Linked DNA regions of Macaca mulatta: region 2 is linked to region 1. Evidence: chromatin contacts called from public Hi-C data. All regions are on one chromosome and are shown on one strand. The core of a region is the stretch at or near the end of the contact, and the rest is flanking DNA. Distances in the headings are between cores, read along the strand shown.

Region 1 (4,610 bases), core at 1,387-3,886:
TCTGTTTGGCTCTTTTTCAAATACACCTGTTTTGTTGTTGTTGTTGTTGTTTCCTTTACAATTCCTATTCTTTTTACTAGTACTTCCTATTATCTTCGCCTTCATTTGAAACCTGCTTTTTTCCTTTTAATGTTGAGATGGTACCGTTACCTCAAGTTCTTCCTGTTTTGTCCATTCTGTCCCATGATGGCATGTTTCTTTGAGTGGCTCATACTTTTATTGTGAGGATTCTTTTTTTCTTCTATAGAATGAGACCACCACTTCTCCTGTTGTCTTTCCGGGCTTTTCCCCGTCTCCCCTTTTCCCTAGTTTATAAAACAGGAGAAGGGGAAGAAAGCAAAAAGTTGGAAAGAAACAGAAGTAAGATAAATAGCTAGACGACCTTGGCACCACCACCTGGCCCTGGTGGTTAAAATAATAATGATAATATTAACCCCTGACCAAAACTACTAGTGTTATCTGTAAATTCCAGACGTTGTATGAGAAAGCACTGTAAAACTTTTTGTTCTGTTAGCTGATGCATGTAGCCCCCCGTCACGTTTTCCACGCTTGCTTGATTTATCATGACCCTTTTACACGGATCCCTTAAAGTTGTAAGCCTTTAAAAAGGCCAAGGGAGCTCGGCTCTTAAGACGCGAGTCTGCCGATGCTCCCGGCCGAATAAAAAACGTCTTCCTTCTTTAATCCAGTGTCTGAGGAGTTTTATCTGCGGCTTATCCTGCTACACTTTCTCTTGGAGTCTCTGTGAGCCCTGAGTTGTAGAAATACAGTCATCGTGCAGTTTAACATTTGCTTCTGCTTGGTACCCTGTGGGTCTAACTGGTTTAGCTGATCTATTTTCCTTCAGTTTCTTCACTTGGAGAAATTGTTCGATCATTTAGAAATACTTTACTGAACTTGTACTATGTGTATAGTCCTATATCTGGTGCTGTGGAAGATACAAAACAATGCAAGACAACACACAAGTTGCTGCTTCACATGAAACTACAGTCTGAAAGGGCCAAATACAGTATAGGCCCAAAGTTAGGTGACCATGTAAGGCACAGTAAAAGGCTCAACGGTGAACAGCCAAGTTCAGAAGGAAAAACAGACAGCTGGAGAAAAACCGGGACGAAAAGCCCAAAGAAGGAAAAGGTTCCTGTGAGGAAGTTTCAGAAGGATGGGGAAGTAAATCATCCTCCCCTACTCCCACCCCCAAACTAAAACCTATCGCCTCTTCTTGGTAGAGAGTTAGTGTGGCACTAGGAATTTGACTTTCAGGTCCTTATTGAGAAAGCTAAATCAGAACCTAGGCAAAAGGAAGTCATTTAAGGTGCTCCTGGGGGATGTTCGATGAAAATTGTGTTTGATGGAGAAAACACAGCAAGTTGAAAGGGCAGGCTTTGCAAGTGATTTCACTAGGACAAGCCTGGGTTAGGGAGGCCAAGGCGAGGGAGACAGGGAGTGTGGCATGCTTTGAACGTGGAAAGTGCATAGTGTTCATTATCAAGAGTGGGAAAAGGGGAGGTAGCTTTTTAGGAGGTAAGGCAGGGAGTCAGAAAGGACAGACTGGGAAACCTGGACTAACAGTAAAAGTGGCCAGAAGGCAGGTGTCTCACAATAAACTGGCTATAGGGTAAGTACAGACAAAGGGACCAGGTCTTCCATTGCTGTGTCCCTGCACACTCTAGGATTCATTCAAACAGAAACTTTTATTGCGAACCCCCACAACTAGCAAGGTTCTGTTGTAGGTATTGTTGCAGGGTGTAATGCACGTTTACAAACAGGAACAGGGCACTTGCTGTCCTATCTTCCTCGCAGGGTTCTTGTGAGGATTACACTTGAATCAACACGTGTAAAGCATTTTAAAAAGTGCCTGTCACACAGTTCCTGCAAATTAAGGTCTAGTTATGATTATTCACTTGTATTAACTAAGAATCAACTACAGGCGCCCAGCAGTGCCTGCGTGTGCTCACACCGAGGGACTCACTAAAACCCTCAGGATCTAGTGAGGGAGACACTCAAATACTTTAGAGAAAAACAAATTTTACAACCACGGACTCTGAGGAAGGCGTGCGAAGGCTCCACAGTTGGGGAGGGTGCCCACAGTCGCCGAGGGGACATCTGGATTTGCTCTGGTGGGGAGAGCATTCCTGGCAGGGGAGATGGGAAAGGGGTCGGACAAAGAGGCTGGGGCCGCGGAGGGGCTCGGGTTCGGGCTCGGGGTCGTTCTGCAGCAGGAGATTCAGCTCGCGCAGAGTTCCACGCAGGCCGCGGCGACTGGGATCTGGGCCGCAAAGGGGCGGGCAGAGAACTACAGAGAAAAATCCCGAAGCCAGGGAGGGGGCTTGGAAGCGCCTCAGACCATATTGGGGACGTCTGGCAGCCGGAGGCACCGAACCCCGCCCCCGCGTGCTCTGGGCCTCCCGGGGGAGCGCCCCGGCCTGCGACAGCCGCCACAGCTCCCGAGCCCGGGGACCCGGCTGCCCGCCACCATTGATCCCCGGCCCGCAACCCAGTGTCCTGCTAGGCTCCCACCGGCCCGGGGGCCACATCCGGCGTGTCCCACCCGCCGCGCCACGCTCCCGAGCTCCCCCGCGGCCGAGAGTGGTGCGCCCCGGCCCTGCCCCCTGACGCCAGCGAGGGGCGCGGCCTCCGTCACGTGACAGGGAGTGACCTCGCCGCCGGGTGCCATGGGAGCTTTGGACCCGGAAGTGGCGCCCTGGGCTCGCGGCGGTGCCGCGGGGATGGCGGGAGCCGGAGCTGGAGCCGGAGCTCGCGGCGGAGCGGCGGCGGGGGTCGAGGCCCGAGCTCGCGATCCACCGCCCGCGCACCGCGCACATCCTCGCCACCCTCGGCCTGCGGCTCAGCCCTCGGCCCGCAGGATGGACGGCGGGTCAGGGGGCCTGGGGTCTGGGGACAACGCCCCGACCACTGAGGCTCTTTTCGTGGCACTGGGCGCGGGCGTGACGGCGCTCAGTCATCCCCTGCTCTACGTGAAGCTGCTCATCCAGGTGGGGGACCAGAGGCGCCGTAGGGAGATGAGAGACTGATGTGAAGGTGACAGGCCAGGATTTGGAGGATTGGGGCGGGGAGTCAATGGCGACGGATTTGGGGAGAGGGGTGGGGACGGCGGGTTTGGGGGGCCGAAGTGGGTGGGAGGGGAGGGAAGCCGTGTGGGAACGCAGAGGTCACGGGTTTTAGAATGCAGAAAGGGTTAGAGTAATAGCGGATTTGGGAGAGGGTGGAAGGAACAAGCGATTTGGGGGGTGCCAAGGAGGGGGCGATGGTCTGGAAAAACATATTTGGGAAGTAAAGGAGTGGGGACGATGGACTTGGGATAGGGAAGGGAACGAATTTGGGATGAGGGAAGAAGCAACATAATTGGGGGAGGGGCGAGAAGTTTGGGTGAAGAGATGGGGAGGAAGGTTGGGGGCCCGGGCGAAGTGTTTAGAGGCTGAGGAGCACATATTTGGGGTAGAGGGGAACGGGGGCTCTGGATTTGGTAGAGATGGATGTAAAACGTCGTGGGGTGGGGACAAAGTGGGCACCAGGGCCAGAAATTTAGGAGGGAAAGAAGGACACCAGACTGGGGGTGGACAGAGAAGACAGGTCTTGGGTTTCATTGTGATTTAATTTGGTGGGAGAGTGCGAAGGCAAAGAATTTTGCAGGGGAATGCTATCGGTTTACCGGAGATGGGGGCTCTGGATTTGATGGCGACGACAGATTTGGTAGGAGGAGGGGACAGGGTGACGCGTATGGGGGGAGGGGAACAGATAGGGCCAGCATTGGGGGAGGGGCGTGGCAGCGATTTGTCTAGAGAGGGAAGCTAGGAGCAGGCTTTAAGCGGGGAAGGGGATGACGCATTTGGAGGAGGAAATGGAAGTCAATAGTTGGGGTCAGAGAGGAATCACAGTGCTTGTATCTGGGCAGATGAGGAGAAGGAGGACGGGAGTATTGAAATTGGGCAGAAGGGACAGTGGAGACATAGGTGGCAGGATAGGTAGGGATTACCAGAAATTGAGACCGAGGTAGGGATGTCTCTAGAACGGAGGGATGCATGGGCACTTGGCAGATTTGGTGGTGGCCAGCAATGCGGAACAGATGAAGTGTGCTGCTTGAGAGGAGTGAGCTGGAATGAAGGGCGTGTGGAGGTGTGAGAATTAGGTGGGTGTGGCTGGGATGGGTACAGTTTTGATGGGGGTCATTAGGCCAGAATGTTCCAGTTAAGAAGAGTGGGAGGAGGAAGGTTAAAAATTGAAGTGGAGACCCATCCAAGATTTCAGTTGAGGCAGGTGGGTGTCAGATTTTACCATCTCTATAATTGAACTGAGAGAATGCAAAATACAACTGGAATGAGAAGGCCTTGAGAATGAGAGTAGTTGAAATCTGGGATCTGAGGAATGGTAATAGATTTGTGGGTGTGACCAGGAATATGACAAGGAATGAGGAGATTCAGTCAGGGGCATCAAGGTGCCTGACTAGACCCTAATTGTGACAGATTTGAAAACTGTTGATGGCGGAAGGTGTAGACCAAGACTGGCATTTGGTTGTGATTTGGAAATGAGGGCTGTCTTACAGGGGTAAGATTGTATTTACAGCAGTTGAACTCGAAGTTTGGGAGATAAAT
Region 2 (4,610 bases), core at 1,579-4,078, 95 kb after region 1:
TTCTCCTCTTCCCCAATCCATCCTCTACTTTGTCCAGTTTTTTATTTTTTACTTTATTTTTATTTTTTGAGACAGGATCTCACTCTTCGCTCAGGTTGGAGTGCAGTTACACAATCTCAGCTCACTGTAACCTCTGTCTCCTGACTTCAAGAGATTCTCGTGCCTCAGCCTCCCGAGCAGCTGGGAGTACAGGCGCATGCCACCACACCCAGCTAAATTTTGTATTTTTTTTGGTAGACACTGGGTTTCACCATGTTGGTGAGACTCCTGACCTCAAGTGATCCGCTCACCTTAGCCTCCCAAAGTGTTGGCATTAGAGGCGTGAGCCACCACACTCGGACACTTATTTTTTTGAAACACAAATTGGTTCATGCTAAGCACCTTCCAACACTCCCCATCCTCTGCAGGAGCAGTTTAGCATGGCGACTAAGAACACAGATACTGGAGTTGGAAAAAGCTGGATGCAAACTCTAGATTTTACCACTTAGTGTGTGGCCAGGAGACACTACTTATCCTCTCTAAGCCTCAGAGTTCTCATGTATAAAATGGGGATAATTATTTCTACCCCACAATGTTTTAAGAGAATTATAAAATGATGTAACACCTTTGTTCCAATAGCCAGACAAATTAAATACCTAATAACAATTATTTTAAGATAAAGTCCCAAGTCAAGCATGGTGCCTCATGCCTGTAATCCTGACACCAGGAGGCTGAGATGGGAGGACTGCTTGAGCCCAGGAGTTCAAGACCAGCCTGGGCAACATAGCAAGACTTTGACTCTACAAAAAAAAATAAAAATAAAAATTGGCCGAGTGTGGTGGTGCACGCCTGCAGACCCAGCTACTCGGGAAGCAGAGGTGGGAGGGTAGCTTGAGCCCAGGAGTTCAAGGCTGCAGTGAACCATAATCGCACCACTGCACTCCAACCTGGGTGATGGAGTGAGATTCTTTTTAAAGATAAAGTCCAAATTACTTACCATGGCCCTTTATGATCTGGTCACTGCCTACCTGTTCAGTTTCATTTCCCATCAATCCTTCTTCACATTCTACACTGTTACATGGTTTCATATCTTTTTGCTTTTGCATACACAATTTCCTCTGCCTAAAAAGCCTAATCTCCAGTGCTTTGTCCAATAAGTGAACTCTTTAAGACGCTGACCTCAGTTTTTGTCCTATGAACCTCTAGGGCTTTGTATTACATCTATTTTCCTGTCTACCTCCCACCCTAAATAGTGTTTCTTGAAAGCAGAGATAAATGGAGAAAACACAAAAAACTAAGAACAGACATGGGAATTCACCTCAGATGTCGAATCAGATCAATGTTGAACAAATTTATAGAAAGGACCTAAAGTTATCATTCCGAACTAACTGAATGTAACTCATGGTTCATGGTTTATTCACGTTTTATTCTTTTATTCTTTTTTAAAAATGCAGAGGTCGGGAGGCTGAGGCAGGAGAATGGGGTGAACCGGGGAGGCGGAGCTTGCAGTGAGCCGAGGTCGCCACTTCACTCCAGCCTGGGCGACAGTGCGAGACTCCGTCTCAAAAAAAAAAACAAAAACGCAGAGGTAGCATCAATGTGATGAGGGTTTAACCTTAGCAGGTTAGCAATCTAGCATTTGGACATTGTTTTTGGTTTGTGGAGCAGCTGTCGAGGAACACGTATTCAAAGCAGGTCTTGAAAAATGCTTCAGTCCAAGGCAGAAAAGGTCTGACAGAGAAACAGGACCTCTTTCTGGTACGCAAGTTGGGCTATTTGAACCTTTAGTCAACACTTTAATGTAGCAGAATTGGATTTATTAGTTTTTATTTTAAAGGCATGTTGTTCCCTAGAGGGAAATTTTGACAACTCAAATTCAAATAAACGAATTTGTTAAGGGAGAGACGTCTATAGAAGATTCCACCACAGGAACTACCAAATGAGCAATCAGAAAAGCCAGAATACTAAGTATCTGGAAGTAGTCTCCGTTATAAAGTGATTGATGACTAAATACTTTAAAAGAAACATATTTGCGAATACTATGGCTATGAGGGCTCTGAGACTAGAAAAAGTGTGGCCTGCACAGTTAACAGTCATAAACTACTACAAAACATGACGCAGGCAAATTTCCTTCTACTAAGAGGTGATTACAAACAACTATTTTACTGGTGTCAATAAACCAAGTCATATTTCTTTCTGAAATCCAAGATGCCAGGTTTATCACATACCAAGTACACGCTTGAAGGAAAAAAAAAAAAAAATTCCCCCTAAAAATTATTAGAAAAACATCTTTCAGAAGGGGGTGGGGAATCTACTCTTAATTTCTTAAAAATTCCGTCAAAAGGGCAGAAATCTGGACTTCATTAGCAACGCTCAAGTTTTGGACACTGCTGTGATGCCTGAGAAGCAAGTGCAAGCAAGGTCGACCTCGTTTTGCTCTCCCCGGCGTGGTCAAGGAAAGTGACAGATGTCTTAAGGGAGTCGACCCCGCGGGAGCTGCCAGGGGATGCTGTCAGTCTACAAAACTGGAGAGGCTCAGAAAAGGGATCAGCGCTGGGATAGAGGGTGGTAGCAGCGGCGAGGAGCGGCTGCGCGAGGATGTCAGAGACGGGCGCGGCGGCGAGGCTGTCACAGGGCGGCCTCCCCCCACCCAGCCTCGGGCCCCAGTCACTCACATGCGGGGCTCGCGCCCCCTCGGGCTCCTCCCGCCTCGCGGACAGCTGCCGCCGGGCAAGGAGGATGGGCAACTTCCTGTTTCCGGGAGCGCGACCCGGAAGCAACCCCCACTCCATGGGCGAGGCCTTGTCCCTATAGTAGTTTCTCCTCTCGTCCAGCGCTTCCGCCCAAAACGGAACACTCAACGTCGTGGCGAGCGCGGGAGCTCTCGCGATATCTGGAGAGTGCAGGTTATTGCTCCCCCTGGCGTCTTTCTCCCGATCGGGCTCTTTTCGCCCTAGTCCTAAATCCTTGTCTCCCTTATTTACCTGGACTGACACACAGACTTCATAGCTGAACTGACCCATTGAACGAGCATTTACTGAGTCCCGTACTATGTGCGAGGCAGTGTGTTAGGCATTAAGGGATGGGAGTGGAAGGGAAACGTAAATGAAGAGCAGCCCCTTCCTTCCGGAAGTTCCTACTCTTGAGAAAGACAAACAAATCCCTCCAATTTACACTCAGCCCATTCATTACTGAGAGCTTACTCTGTTGAAGAAAACTTCAGGCGAATTAAGTTTAAAGGAGTTTAATTGAGCAATGAAAAATTCGCGAATCAGGCAACTCCCAGAATTGCAGCAGATTCACAGACTACCAGGGTGCCTCATGGTCAGAACAAATTTATAGACAAAAAAAGGCAAAGGGAGGTACAGGAATCGGAAGTAGGGTACAGAAACAGTGAGGTTGGTTACAGCTCAGTGTTTGCCTTCTTTGAACGCAGTTTGAATATTCAGCAGGCTGTGAGTGGTTGAAGTATGGCCACTGGGATTGGCCACTACTCAGTTATTATTACAGATGTATGCTATTAGGTTAGGTTTTCAATTTTGTTTGACTATTAAGCTACATTACAGTTCATCTACAAGGACTTAAATATAGAAGGACAGAGTCCTTCTTAGGCCATACTTAGTTTGCCTTAACAATTCCCCTGTTTTGGTCATTTTCTCAATTTTGAGAGATTGACCAAAACCTTAGTTACTGATGTTATCACTGTCATAAGTGTACCTATATGGTTTTGAAACTCACTAGGAAACAGTAGAACAGTGGGTTTTGCAGGGAGAGAATAAGGACTGAGTAGAGGATACCTCCTTATGCTGGAACATCCTGTTTACAGGAGAAAAACAAAACCTGGTCTGTTTTAGCATTTATGTGTTTTTTTAAAGCCTTAGTTTGATTATGTCACATTTAGCATGAGTGACTCCATTTTAGTTTGGTTTGTTGGGGCCTAGTGCATGAGCTCAGTCCAAAATAATGGCCTCCCATAATTTTGTTTAAAAAAAATTTCCCACTTTTGGCCAGGTTCTTACTTAGGTGACAGTGTGACCAGAACTTAGGGCCTTAGCACCACTCTCAGTTACCACCATTTTGGGTTTCTGGTCTCAGCATGTCATTCATAGGTTATGGTGCCCTCATGGTCACACATTTCTTTCAGTTTTCGTTATTCCAGTTGAAGAGAGACCATTTGACATTCTAGAGATGGCTGCATGGAAGCGTTTAAAACCTTTGAAAGAATACAGTGCACCAGGGAGACTATTATGATTATTGGGTGGATAATAGCAAGAGTTAGGAGTATGCTCCTTAACCAGGGTCCCCATAAGCCAAACCACCTAAAATTAAATAGATAAAAGAATGAGCTAGATGAAGAGTCTACTTCCTTGACTAACAGGTCTTTTCACTAATCCCCTACAACTGAATATTTATTTTTATTGTATTTACTTTTTGAGAGGGAGTCTCGCTCTGTCACCAAGGGTGGAATGCAGCAGTGCGATCTCAGCTCACTGCAACCTCCGCCTCCTGGGTTCAAGTGATTCTTCCACCTCAGCCTCTTGAGTAGCTGAGATTACAGGCACCTGCCACCACGCCAGGCTAATTTTTGTATTTTTAGTAGAGACAGGGTTTTGCCATGTTGGCCAGACTCT

The links. A called contact is a pair of places that touch in the nucleus more often than the background predicts.
Region 2: a contact with region 1 is called in a Hi-C map of fetal cortex germinal zone, with 2.8 times the contacts expected there. The contact joins the promoter of C4H6orf89 here to the promoter of MTCH1 in region 1. A contact is called at or near these places in 4 of 14 Hi-C or Micro-C datasets (cortical neurons, fetal cortex germinal zone, fetal cortical plate and 1 more).

The regions. Positions count from the first base shown.
Region 1 is chr4:145,270,650-145,275,259 of T2T-MMU8v2.0, forward strand. It overlaps MTCH1 (mitochondrial carrier 1), which reads left to right and starts at 2,637. Exons shown (of 12, transcript XM_015136258.3): 1 at 2,637-2,993. The coding sequence starts at 2,673.
Region 2 is chr4:145,365,065-145,369,674 of T2T-MMU8v2.0, forward strand. It overlaps C4H6orf89 (chromosome 4 C6orf89 homolog), which reads right to left and starts at 2,829. Exons shown (of 8, transcript NM_001258161.2): 1 at 2,655-2,829. The coding sequence starts at 2,656. LOC144340395 (a long non-coding RNA gene) reads left to right here. Exons shown (of 2, transcript XR_013416466.1): 1 at 1-100; 2 at 940-2,713.